Linked DNA regions of Gossypium arboreum: region 1 is linked to region 2. Evidence: chromatin contacts called from public Hi-C data. All regions are on one chromosome and are shown on one strand. Each heading gives the region's core, a stretch centred on a gene start, on an enhancer-like site or on the middle of the called end of the contact. The rest is flanking DNA. Distances are from core to core; before and after follow the strand shown.

What was found. A called contact is a pair of places that touch in the nucleus more often than the background predicts.
Region 1: a contact with region 2 is called in a Hi-C map of leaf, with 3 times the contacts expected there. The contact joins the promoter of LOC108455007 here to the promoter of LOC108471861 in region 2. A contact is called at or near these places in 2 of 5 Hi-C or Micro-C datasets (both in leaf).

Annotation. Positions count from the first base shown.
Region 1 is chr7:17,505,510-17,512,500 of ASM2569848v2, forward strand. It overlaps LOC108455007 (AUGMIN subunit 5), which reads left to right and starts at 4,684. Exons shown (of 10, transcript XM_017753638.2): 1 at 4,684-5,448; 2 at 6,176-6,718. The coding sequence starts at 4,928.
Region 2 is chr7:17,341,820-17,348,487 of ASM2569848v2, forward strand. It overlaps LOC108471861, which reads left to right and starts at 3,913. Exons shown (of 2, transcript XM_017773413.2): 1 at 3,913-4,097; 2 at 5,267-5,704. The coding sequence starts at 3,985. The coding sequence ends at 5,486. It overlaps TRNAI-AAU (transfer RNA isoleucine (anticodon AAU)), which reads right to left and starts at 3,851; the gene lies at 3,778-3,851.

The DNA of each region.
Region 1 (6,991 bases), core at 3,434-5,933, 160 kb after region 2:
ACGGATGTATACCTTGGCCGTGTGACCTTGTTTGGTTGATGATGTCATAGTCAGAGAGTTACATGGGTTGAGGACACGGGCGTGTGTGACCACACGGCCTACCCACACGAGTGTGTGACTCTCCAAAACATGAAAATTTTTTAAGTGTGGTAAAAGTTTTGGAAGTTCTCGGTTTAGTCCTAAATATTTCTCGTTGCATGTTTTGGGCCTCGTAGGCCCGTATAAGGGATGTTACGTATATGTTTAAATAACCTTAATTGGAATGAAATTTTATGGTTCGATTTTGTGTGTTTGATTACATTCAAATACAGTAATTCCTTGTACCCTGTTCCGGTGTCGAGTATAGGTAATGGGTGTTACAGTCCCAGATGAGAGTATGTGGTTGCTGGTGTCTAACGAGCCGTTTGAGTTGGTGCCAAACAAGGATCTGTATCGCGTCTCGAAAGGTCACCCGAATTCCACCCGAGCAAGGAATAATATGGATAGTCGAGAGAGAGACAATCAATAGAAATTATGCGGGTATTATAGAAACTTAGGGCATATGAAGACAACATGTTTTCTATACAGGGATATGTTGGGGCCTTAGCGTTGATAATATTACTTTCTACCAATTTTCATATTCATTAGCGTGCTTCGCATATTCCCTTTGGTTCAATTTGTTATTGATTGTTAACTTACACATAACCCATGATAGATATAATAAAGACAAATGTATTATTTGAATGAGTAACCTTTGTTTTTTTTAATGACATATTTATATTTTCATCACAATATTTATAACAAAAAATACATTTAATCGTGTCGTTGGGGAGAATGTGTGTAGTAAGGCGGTGGACAAGGATTGCTTGAAGGATTTCTGCATGGAACCAAGCGTACAACCAGAGGTGCCTCTGGAGGTCTATCTGGAAGTACGAGCCTGTAGATTTCCTTATCATCTTCATTGTTGCCTAAATATTTACCTAACGCTGTCTTCTGGGCAATCGTTTCTTCGGGTTCGACAACATCATCATCTTCCTCTATGGTCTATTATTGCATTATCCTTACTTGCCATTGTATATCCGCCACTCCCATGTTCAGTGGTTGCAACGATGAGCCACCCTGGTAAAATAATGATGCACGTAGTGTTTGGGTCAATATAGGTGTGTAACCATAAGGTGCCTCAAATCCCAGGTACATCGAAAAGGTACCGGGCATCGACATCAACATCGACTGCTGCATGAGTGTCTGCATTGGTATAATCATTGGTGGCGGTGCATACGTCAACGTCTTTCTCGATATAAGGTTCAGTATTGACATAGACGTTGGGGTGTAGTATGCGGGGGATGTCGGTGTCCTGAAATATGTACCTACAAGAATAAAAGAACCAACCATGTATGGCAGTAGATTGTAATATGGTGGTGCTTATAAAAAAAACATGGTGTTAGTAAATTGAATGAGAATAAGTAGAGCGAACTAACTCGGATAGTGCATAGCCACAGACAACACATTTTCTGTCGAATCTGATGACAAACCCATCATGTGACCACGTCCCCTCCTACGTTGTTGTGGCAATTGATGTTGTATTTTTTTTCCAAGTTTTCCTACTCCTCTCCTCCGATGGTAGCAGATACGACTTGCCGACGATTTTAAACCATGTCAAGTAATTATCAGTTGCCACTGTTTCTGTCGAGAAAAATGGTTCGCGGGCGAGTATGAATTCCATCCTACGATCCTAAGCCTGGATATGCTCCTTATGCTTCTCCGCCCAGTCCTTGTCGTTCTTCCCCCATATGTCTACCTTGTGCAGTTCCTTCATGTCTTGTGGTGGCAGTGGAATTCGTTGCCTGTACCCGAACTACAGTAGAACCTGGTCCAATTCATACATTTCCACTATCGCGTACACTGTCAACAACACCTTCGCGTCCCACATCTCCCGATTGTCAAAACATCTCTAGTGGGATGCAAGATATAATCTCGAGGTTGATATACGACATCCATTAAAACTGAAAAATAGAATTGTAAATATCGTTACATACATATTCTTTTTAACGAATCATTGCATAATTAATATAGGTTTAAAAAAGATAGGTGATTAATCTTGGTTTCCGAGCATTGATCTAATAGTAGCCTAATGTCTTCCTACTTGTTGGGTAATTCACATAACTCGACCCATGGTTCTACTTGTATAAGCAATATATCGTTGGAACATATAATAAATAAAAACATTTACTGCACAAACTACATATATATTTATAAATGATGTTTACCTCTTCACCAACGAGAAAATTTCTGGGTCAGTCACTTTGGGACGTAAAAACGATATTTGCCACTAGGCTTCTAACTGCAACAGTAGCATGCAACCACCAATCGACATCTTATTCAGTTGCGTTGCTCGACAAAGCTCTCGGTATAATATGGACAACACGACAGATCCCCAACTTAGCTTTGCACATTCACTGAAGTCCACTATATGTAGAAGTCATCTTATGTGCACCAAATTTATAGATTTATTGGGCATTAAAATACCCATGATTAACCTCATGATGAATAATTCGGCATACTGTTGTATGACCTCTTTCGTTGCATCATCGGGAAGCTTATCGAATTTTTTCTCTAACTAGTTGGTCGATATCCAACCACCTTCAAACCTGTTCAGGATCTTCCCCAACATTGCCACGTAGAGGTCCACTTTCCCCCAAACCATTGCTGATCCCATGATGACCGGCCCATCCACTGGCAGACCGGGTTGTAATGTTATGTCCTCGAGTGTGATTGTACACTCACCGCATAGAATGTGGAAAGTGTATATTTCAGACCTTCATCTTTCAACCAACGTGTTGGTTAGTGTGGGATTGAGTTTGCAGTCCCCTTACATGCGAGACGCATGCAAGAATCTAGCCTTCTGTAGATACCCATAGATTTCAAGGATCGGAGGCTCTATAACATAAAATAATATTTAGATTTATCAATTTTTTTTAAACATAATTAAAAATAAAAAAAAAATTTAAATTTTGTCTTACTATTGCTAATTGGGCGGCAGAAATATGGTTGTTGTCGAAGCAGATTAGAGAGGTGTCCATTCTTGAGAAATTGATCCGAACGAATAAAACATGATATAATTAAAAAAAATATTATTTTTAAATGAAAATATAAATAAATATTGAATAAAAAGCTTGAGAGAGTTGAGAAAAGGATGTGAAAGAAAGAAATGAAATTTGTGGGGTATTTATAAGTGTAAAAAAGTTACTATTAGGATTTTAATTTTTTTTTACCGTTTGACGCTGCAACAATAAAAAAATCGTTGTATTTTACCATTGAAGGAAAGAGCGCCCAGCTGGATGAGCTTTCACTTTCTCTCTCCTAAAAACGATTTATTTTCCTAATTTAATTTTAAAACGACTTAAAGGCCTAATTTAAAAAATTAGCTTATTCAGCTAATTTAGCCAAATTTTATAAAATTTTACAATATCATACTAATATTTTCATATTTTTAATTAAAAATAATATTCAAACCGAACTCGAATAATTAGGTGTCTAAATTCAAATGAACTTATACATCAATTTGTCAATATTCATCATGGAATTAATAAATATTATATATATTAATTATTTTTCCTCTCAAATTTTGATATAAGCATAGTGGTTCTCTTTTACTTAGTAAAGGCATATGTGTGAGACAATTTACTAATTAATTTACGTGATTTAAATACTTTAAAATCTATAACGATATTTGGGTTTAGTTTTATAATACCTCGGGAGTTAATGAAACTATTTTAGTGAAATTTAATTGTCTCAATTTTCAAGCGATCACTCCAAATATTTGAGTTCCTTTTGGATTTCTTTCTTGATCAATGATAACAACATTGTTATCACATCGTATTATCATCTCATACAATTACTGCTTTGATCACTTTTAATTTTTCTAGCGGTTTATTTAATATTGCTTCCTTGATCACAATAATAATATTGCTAGTATGAGCATATTGATGATTACTAGCTCCTATGACTCACATACATATAAATTCTCGAGTCCTATTGTTATCTGCTACATTCAAATGGATTTGAGGATGAATCTTTTTTCATGTAACAAAGGAAAAAAGAAGAAGAAAAAAATATTGTTTGTCGAAAAGAAACCCTCAATTGTTTTTTTTATACTCCCAAGACAATGATTATTTCTTTAGTTTGATTTAATAATTATTAATCAAATAAACTTAATCGATGTATTTTTAACATTTCAAGTACGAATGATAATGGAGTGGGGTATGAGTGAATGTTATTAAATCTATTATTGCTCTCTAGTTGGCATACTCTATTCCGCCATCGTTCCACTATGAATGTGTAAATTTGAAATTTATTACCACTTTTATGGATGCTAGATGCATCTAGTCTTGCTCCGTCTCCTCCTACCTCACTTTACTTTAATTTAATTTTTATTATTTATCTTTAATATTTTTAATATTAAGTAAATATTTAAAAAATCATAAAAACTAAAAATATATATAATTTTTTTTCTAAAATGAATTATTATATTATTAATAATTAATATATATAAAAATTGATAACTTTATATAATACAACAAGAAGAAATGTAGCATAATCACTCATATAGAATAGAAGGAAAAAAGAAGAAGAAAAGAAAACGGTATCGTATAGAGTGAGCGGGACCTCCATTTAAAACTTCTTTATTATTAAATTGTTCCACTCATATCCAAAAATAAAAATAAAAAAATAGAAGAGTGAAAAGAAGTATTCAAAATTACAAAACTGCCATTCTACCAGCTTTCTTTACACAGTCTTCCCCTGCCCTTTTGCCGGCCAAATTGGCTTTCTCATTATCAGATCTATCAAAATCCCTTCCTTATTTTAGCTTTCAATTGAAAATCCATTATGTCATTTTAGACCAAGGTTTCATTTTTTTTTTGCGTGGACTTTTGGCATTGAATCCAAAATGCAGAGCTCAAATGTGCAGCCGGAAGTTATACTAGAATGGCTGCAAAAGGAAATGGGTTACCGTCCCTTAGGACCCTACAATTCTTCTTCCAACAAGTCGAATTTACCTTCCATCGATTCGCTTCGCAAGATTTGTAGAGGGAATATGTTACCTCTGTGGCATTTCTTGTTAACCCGCGTTAAATCCGAGAAAACCGTCCAAAGCATCCGAAAGAACATCACCGTGCACGGCGGAGGGGGGAATATTGAGAATGCTGGAAATTTGGGGAAAGAGGAGGGGAGGAGTAAAGGAGGGGGGAGGAGGAAAGAGAAGGTGGGTGGTGGTGGTGGAGGGGAGGGTTCAGGTGCGGCGGAGATTAGGGAAGCAGCAATAAGGGAACGGGAAGCCGCTGCCAAGGAAGTGGAGAGGTTGAGAAATATTGTGAGGAGACAAAGGAAAGATTTGAAGGCTAGGATGTTGGAGGTTTCTAGAGAGGAAGCTGAAAGGAAAAGGATGCTTGACGAAAAGGCCAATTACAGGTTTTTTTTCTTCTTAATTCTTAAGGAGTTCTTTTAACTATATTCTAGAACTGAAAAATGCCTGCGTTAGCATTGTCCTTGTTAATTTTAACTGCTCACCATTGAATGGGCGATTTATGTCGAATTTATCTAATAGCTATTTTTCGCAACATCGAGTTTCATTATGCTTTAGGATTTTTCTTATAACTTGTGGCGTTTTAACGTCATTATGGAGGCAGAACATGAAACTAGGCCTTTAATGCCAACTAGAGCCTTTGTGTTTCTAAAATTATGGACCATCTTGTTTTTTTATTGCGTATTATTTAATTTGGGGCTTTGAAGTTAAATGTCTCTGTGATTTTCTTTATGGACTTTTCTGGTTGGATTTGACCTTTAGCTTCCCCATCAAGATGATCACATTGTTTCTCATTTTTGATCTTATCAATAAGCTGTTAATTATGGACTAGAGTGACCGTGTGCTCTATTGTCAAACTACACATAAAAGCTCTTATTTTACAATATATAAGTGGTTGGTGATAGCTTTTACATATACTTTATAGAATATATGAGGACTCAGTGTGCATTTAGTTAATCCAAGCCTGATTGGAGTCATTATTGTTAACTTCTGATATTATAAAATTAAGAGTGCCCTTAGCATGCTTGAAAACAACAGTTACCAAGTGTATTTCATCTTTCGGCAAATCTCTTTTGCATATCTTGTGTTTTCACATGCCTTATTCTACTGTAGGCACAAACAAGTGGTGTTGGAAGCTTATGATCAACAATGCGATGAGGCTGCCAAAATATTTGCGGAGTACCACAAACGTCTTCATCAATATGTAAACCAAGCCAGGGATGCTCAAAGGTCAAGTGTTGACTCTTCCATTGAAGTGGTTAGCAACTACAGTGGCAATAGTGAGAAGGAAGCTGTATATTCAACTGTTAAAGGAACTAAAGCTGCAGATGATGTCATTCTTATTGAAACAACTCGTGAAAGAAATGTTCGCAAGGCATGTGAATCTCTTGCAGACCGCATGATTGAAAAAGTGCGAAATTCTTTTCCAGCTTATGAAGGAAATGGGATCCATTTGAGTCCTCAATCAGAAGTTGCCAAATTAGGCTTTGATTTCGATGGGGAGATACCTGATGAAGTTAGAATTGTTATTGTAAATTGTCTCAAAAATCCTCCTCAATTACTTCAGGCAATTAGCACATACACTTCAAGGCTTAAAACTTTGATTTCTAGAGAAATAGAGAAAGTCGACGTTAGAGCTGACGCTGAAGCCTTGAGGTATGCTTATACTTTTGTGTTTTTCTTGTTGGTGGTTACAGGATTTCAAATAAGCTTCCTTTGGTTTTCCACTTTTTCTTCTACTTATCAGGGTTGTCTAGGCTATACGGTTACAAATAATTAACTGCTTTTGTCTGCTAAGTACAAATTTTTAGAATCTTAGAGCTGCAATTTGTTTCTTAGCTACTATTTGTTTGTGTTCACAGAAATTACTGCAATTTGCTAAGTTATTTCTTTGATTTGATCCTACATTACTTAAAATGAAGAAAATGC
Region 2 (6,668 bases), core at 2,663-5,162:
CTAGGGTTTTGTTCAACATTTCCAAGCTCAATAGTAAGTGTTCCCTAGCCTCGTTTTTAATGTTCTTTGTATTTTTGAAGTCCCGGTAACATGATCTACCCATTTCTAGCTATAGCTATACTTTGAGCTAGGGTTCATGTATGAAAATTGACCCATGCATGACATGCTTATATTTTGATGATTTATGGAGGAATATGAATATTTGATGCATGGTGAACATCTTTTATTAGGTGATTTTTAGTGAAAACACCTAAACAAGGGACTTGTTTGTAAAAGTTTAAAAGTGAGTATTAATAATGTGAAATAAAAGAAAATATGGGCTAATATGAGCATAGTAAAGGTTCAGCTAAGCTTAGGTAATCAAGAAAATGCATGTATTTCATTTTACAAGCTTAGGGACTAAATCGTAAATATGTGAAATTTTAGGGATCAAAATGTAAATTTGCAAGAGTATGAATTATGGACCCATTTGAATGATGTGAATAATAAATAAGTTAAATTTGGCATCATAGATCAAGAAAAACGTGAATCGGGACTTGATCGAGGAAAGAATAAAGTATACGATAACTAGGCTCGATTATCATCGTTTTGTACCGAGGTAAGTACATATGCAAATAATGTGGTATTTTAGTATGTTTTAATGCTTTAATATATTGTAATAAATGTTTTATTGTAATTATGAGTTATATGCCCATTGATTGTTATGAAAGCATTAATGTTATCATGGTCGTTAACCATGACGTTACGAGCAAGTACGATGGAAACACTATATGCAATGGAGGAAAATATCGTTTGAAACTTAAGAATAGTTTAGGATACAAGTGACATGTCACTAAGAACAAAGAAGTCTGAACTTGTTGAGTGGCTCGGGTTCGTGAGGTATGTAGCATCCGAGCTTGTTGAGAGGTCCGGGTTCATTATGGATGCGAGTATTCGAACTTGTTGAGTAGTCCGAGTTCATGATGGATGCGATTCATGTAACATCAGAGCTCGTTGAGATGTCCGAGTTCATTATTGATGTATTACATGTTATGTGGTAGCTTCGGCTACGTTTGTATATGTGGCACTTATGTGCAAGGTTTTCGCGTATCCAATGGTATTCCGAATGTTCAACGGGTAATGTAACGATTGTAATGAAAGTCCCAAGGAGGGCATATGAAAGAGGTATGGTTATCGATACTTTACAATGAGTACAGATACGTATGCTAAGCCTATGAGTAATGCTTTGATAAAGATCGATTTAAGATGAGCAAGTATGTATGAGCATATGATGAGTAAGCAAAAAGGTTTGAATGGAGAAAAATCTTTATGTATATGTTACCATGTTTTTATATATTGATTGTTTATTACTTTTACACATTATTTGTATATGGACTTACTAAGCTTTAATGCTTACTCCCCTCTCTTTCCATCCTTTGTAGTTCCGCCAAGCTAACTTGGGGATCGGAAGCTGTTGGAGTATTTGGTCACACTATCAAAAGACTATTGGGTATAGTGAAATTATTATTTTGAGTATGCATGTATAGGAACTTGGTTATTTTATGATATGTGTCATGTTATTTGGCCAATTTGTGAAGGCCTATGATGATGATGATTCTTTTGTAATCGCCATGTAATATGGCTCATATTTGATCATTTGGGTTGTAATATAATTACCCATGCATGCATGTGTTAGTGTCTTGATGGTAGGATATGTTATTGCTTGGTGAATGCATGATAATGATGTGGTATGTTGTTGATTGATGACTGTATGGTAAAGTATGGATTAAGTGCTAAAGGTTAAAGGATGACCTAATGACTTAAAATGACTATATACATGAATACACAATTTTTGGTTATGGTAACAAATTTAATAATGCATGAAATGGGTGTGGAATGCCTCTAAATGGTGTAATAAATAAGAGTGCAATAAGATGACATTATGAAGATGTGAGAGTGCCATCGTGTGGAATGTTTGAGTGTATAAATATGTCATGTTGTATGTTATAAAGTGCGTTTTGAATGTATGAGTCATTGAGGGTGACCAATGGCTTGGAAAATAGCCTCCAAAAAGGTCCATACGGGTAGACACACGGGCATGTGTCTAGGTCGTGTGTGACACACGGCCAACCCCTTGGGCGTGTTACTCAGCCGTGTGTCCCCTGTACCTAAAATTATTAAGTCAGTTTGCATGGTAGTAAACTTACGGGTAAAGACAGCCGTGTGTCTCAACCGTGTGAAGGACACGGGCGTGTGCTAGGCCGTGTGCCCCTAAATAAGTGATGACGTCATAAAAAATGTCTTGGTTTTTGGACATGGGCATGTCTAGGCTGTGTGAGGGACACAGGCGTGTGCTTGGCCGTGTGAAAACCCCTGTAGGTTCGAAATGAAAATTAATTTTTAGAAATCCCATATGGGTAAGGTTTGTTACATTGGACGGCGACTTTAGAGCTCGGATTTCACATTTTTTTTGTTTAAGTACTTTGGAATTTCTTTTTGTTTAATATAGACATTTTGGACTTTTCATTGATTTTACGGACTTTAAGACATTTTAAGCTTTATTTAGAATATTAGGATTATTTGGTATTTATTTCGCAAAAGTTTTTACCTTGAGTAACGCCTAATTTAGGATAATTAAAAATGAATCAAAGTTTTAAAATTGATACATTATAAGGTTTTCTGCTGAATAATAAACTGAAGTTTACTAAGAGATTTTTCTCGCAAATTGGACTTGATATTTGGTAAAACTATTTTAAGTTGCGATTTTATAAGTTGCTATGATTTTCAAGAATCGTTCAAAATGACACGTCTTTTTCCGGAAAGTTGGTTTTTTTCAATATTATACAATCATTTCTTTTGCTAGTATGATGTAACCTCTATTATCCGACCGTAACGTCTAGGTCGGGTATGAGGTGTTACAGATTAACCCTTTTGGGTTTTATGGTTGTCCTTCTCGACAGTACTATCTTCAAGGTTCAAATATTGTTTTTTTTTTAATTTAATATATCTTACCATTATACCTAACTCGGTCACCTAACCGAGCTATAAGGCATTACAGCTGTTAAATATCACTGTCATTCAAAAATTCCACATAAATAATCAACAAATCTATTAAATGACATTAATACAAATATGATGAGATTTACAATTAAAACCAGACATTAATCGAGCATACAAAACCCTTAAAGCAACTCATAATCAAATCAAGACCGATTTGAAACTTTAAAAAAAAAAAAATTGAAATCAGGTTCCCATTTGCTATCATATCTTAGCATGTGACTTTTTGTAGTTTTATTATATTTGTGAACATCTAATTTATTATATATTATGTCAATGTAATAGTAAGAGATTTTTTAAATGAATATTTTGGTTGACATTAAATTTTGTGTTTAATTTTTAGCTCTCTATCCATTTCCTTATAAAAGAATATTTATCAACAAAATTATATTTAGCATGTAAAGTTTGTTTTATATACAAATCATATCAAGTTATATATTTTTATTTTTAATATCAATAAAAATCTTAAAATTATGAAAATAAGGAAGTTTAATATAAGATTTAATCCTTTTCAATTAATCAAATTTATTGTCTATTTCATAAAATAAATTTATTTATTCATTTAAGGATAGTAAAATTATAAGTTTGAAAATATAAAATTTTAATATAAACCTTAATTCTTTATTTATTTACCAATGAAAATTAATAGTTTTGAACAATTAGATGGGCTTTCTGAGAAATCAATAACCAAAAGTTCAGAACTTAATGGCCCAAGCACACTAAATAAAAAAGGATAAAAATTGGCCCATGCAGGTCTCGAACCTGCGACCTTCGCGTTATTAGCACGACGCTCTAACCAGCTGAGCTAATAGGCCTCAGATGTTGCGTTTCGGTTAAATGAGTAACAGTATTTTTTTTAAAAAAAAAGGGGAGGACATTTCAAAATTGTAGAGTGACCGATTGAATCGATAAGGTTTAAGATATCTGAACAGAAGAGACGGACGAATAATGGAACACATAACAGCAAGCGAAGTTGCAGGCTTTGGAGTTGGCACTTTGTTACTATGTGCTACAATTGCTGCCCCCAAAGTTGATGCTTTCATTTCTGCTTCTCAGAGAAGGTAATTGCAACTTTTCTAAACCCGTTTCTTTTTGCTGTGTTTCCAAGTTAGAATCCTTTTTTTTTTCTTTTTTGAGTTTGCGAGTAAAACGCAGTTTTTTTTTTTTACAACTTTTGAAACTTCGAAAAAGTTAATATTTTTGTTGCTGGGTATGAGTGAAATTTGGTAATTTGATTGTTAGTTTGGTTGATGAATTCTCAGTTGTGATACCTTAAGTTATTTTGATTTAGCTGCTGTTGTTGTTCACTTTGTTGGTTTACAATTGGATGTCCTTTGGACATTAGAAAAGCTATCATTGTACTTTAATTCAATTTAAAATTGCAATGCCTTGTATATTAGGATTGATTTTAATTGTGGGGTTATTTTGATTCTTTATAGAATGATTGCTATATCTTCATGTTTGATTTCTGTTCTTTGTGATTGATTCTATCTCAAACAAATGCACTGCCTTACCTAGAGTTATGTGAAAATATCTCCGCATCCACAAAATTCTGGTGGTGTAAACTATTCTTAGGTAACAAAAGAAAATGGCATCTGTGTGGAGTTGTTGACCAATGTCTTTTATTGTCTTTTATTCATGTTGTACTAGGATTTATCCTAGTTGGTTCATGCGGTAACTTTTAAGAGGTAATTTTTAGCAGGTTTAGAGGTCAAATTCTGAAATCTGCAATACCTTCCCCTATCTCCAAGTTATGATCTCCTTTGGAACAAAAAAAGGAAATGGCCCGGAAGTACTAGACTAAATTTAAGTATAATGCTTTTGGAATCATCAGCTTGGTTTTCCTCTTCGTGATGTAGTTATCTTGCTACAGTACTTATAGTTCACTTATTTTAGGAAAACTTGGATGCCTAGAATGGAATGCATATAAAGGTTGCCTTTTTGGTTTTTTTGAGGATAAACTTAAGGATTAAGCTAGGAATGGCTTAGGGCAAAAGGGGTGAAGGTCTAGAATCATTGTCAAGTGAATGAATTAAGTCAATCTCTTTCTAAACCAAGTTGCACATCAACTTTATTGTATTAAGGTAGGTAATATGTCTTATCCAATATCATGAGGTTCCCAACTTTTATTCAACTTTTCTAGGAAAAAGAGAACTGCCAGGATATATTTCATTGACTGATGTAATCTACACGGTTGCACAAGCTGATATTTAACTTGTCAAACTTGCAGTTCATTGGGCTTGTGCAAGAGATGTGGTGATCTACGGATGATAGCATGCTCAAGATGTAGAGGAACTGGATTGATCAAAGCAAATGGGCCATTCAGTTTCAACCTAATTGATAATCTGTATCAGTCTGAGGAGATTAAGGTAAAATCTGTTGGATGTACAAAATGTCAAGCTAGGGGTCACTTCAGTTGTCCTGATTGCTCTAATACATCCACTAGTTGATTCTCGATCATGCCATGGAAGACATTTTTACTCTTATGCTTGTGTTTTTAAGATATGATCATTAGCTGTCTTCCTAAAGCCATTGTATTTTGAACTTTTTTGGTCCTAATACACTGGATTTTGCAAATCCACTTATAGGAGGTGGAGATTTGTGACAGTGACCTCAATTTGTACTGGTGCTATTTATCAATCACATAGTTATAATGATGTCTTATGAATCCTGCTGCTTTTATATGGATATGTGTTAAGACATTGGTGTCAGAGTTGGATGTCATATATGGATATGCCCCTGACACAGGCACGTCCGATTTTTTTCTATGTTTCCATATATTTAGAGGGTCATGCTCCTATTCTTATGTCCAAAAAAATGTTAAACCCTGGTGTCGGGCATGAATATTTTAAGGAGACCGAAGAGTCTAAGGCTTGAATGCACTTGTAGGTGTAGATTTGTGAAAGTGGGTTTTATTTATGTGTTTCATTATTTATACCAATGTTATGATGAATGTCTTATATTTCCTGGTGGCAATGTATAAGGTTTGTGACAGACAAGGAAAGCTTGTTTAATTGTATTCAAGTCCACTAAAGGAAAGCAGCGGAACCATTCCTTTTTGCTTAATGCCTTCTCCATCTGCTAACCACTGGAATTGATAATTAACCATTTTCTGCTATATATATATATTACTATTTTCTTGCTTGGCACCATTTCTAAGCATGCTATGACTAGTTCACCATCAGAGTATTAGAAACTTGAAATTCTTAATGTGTAAATAAATAATGTTTTGTCATGCATACTGCACCTTGCTAGGGTATAATCGAGCCAAGCTCAAGTTCAACTTGAAATTCAAGGCTTAAAGCATTGCACTAGTTTGATCAAGTTTTAATTATAGAAGTTCATGTTCAACAATAATTTAATTGAATTCGAGTCTTTTTTTTTTTTAGTTGAATCTGAGTTAAAAACCTCTTGCCAATACCTAAACCAAACTCAAGGTTTTCTTCTTTTTTTCCTTAGTCAAATTTGTATTCACTACTAGTGCTCTTTGAATATACTTTTTGGTAGATACGGAGACCGATTCATTCTTAATGGGTTCTAGCCCTCTTCAATACCATATATCCCATCTCAAGATTCAAACAAACTTTCAAATCTTATCTCCTGTTATAATCATTTTAGGATACATACTTTTC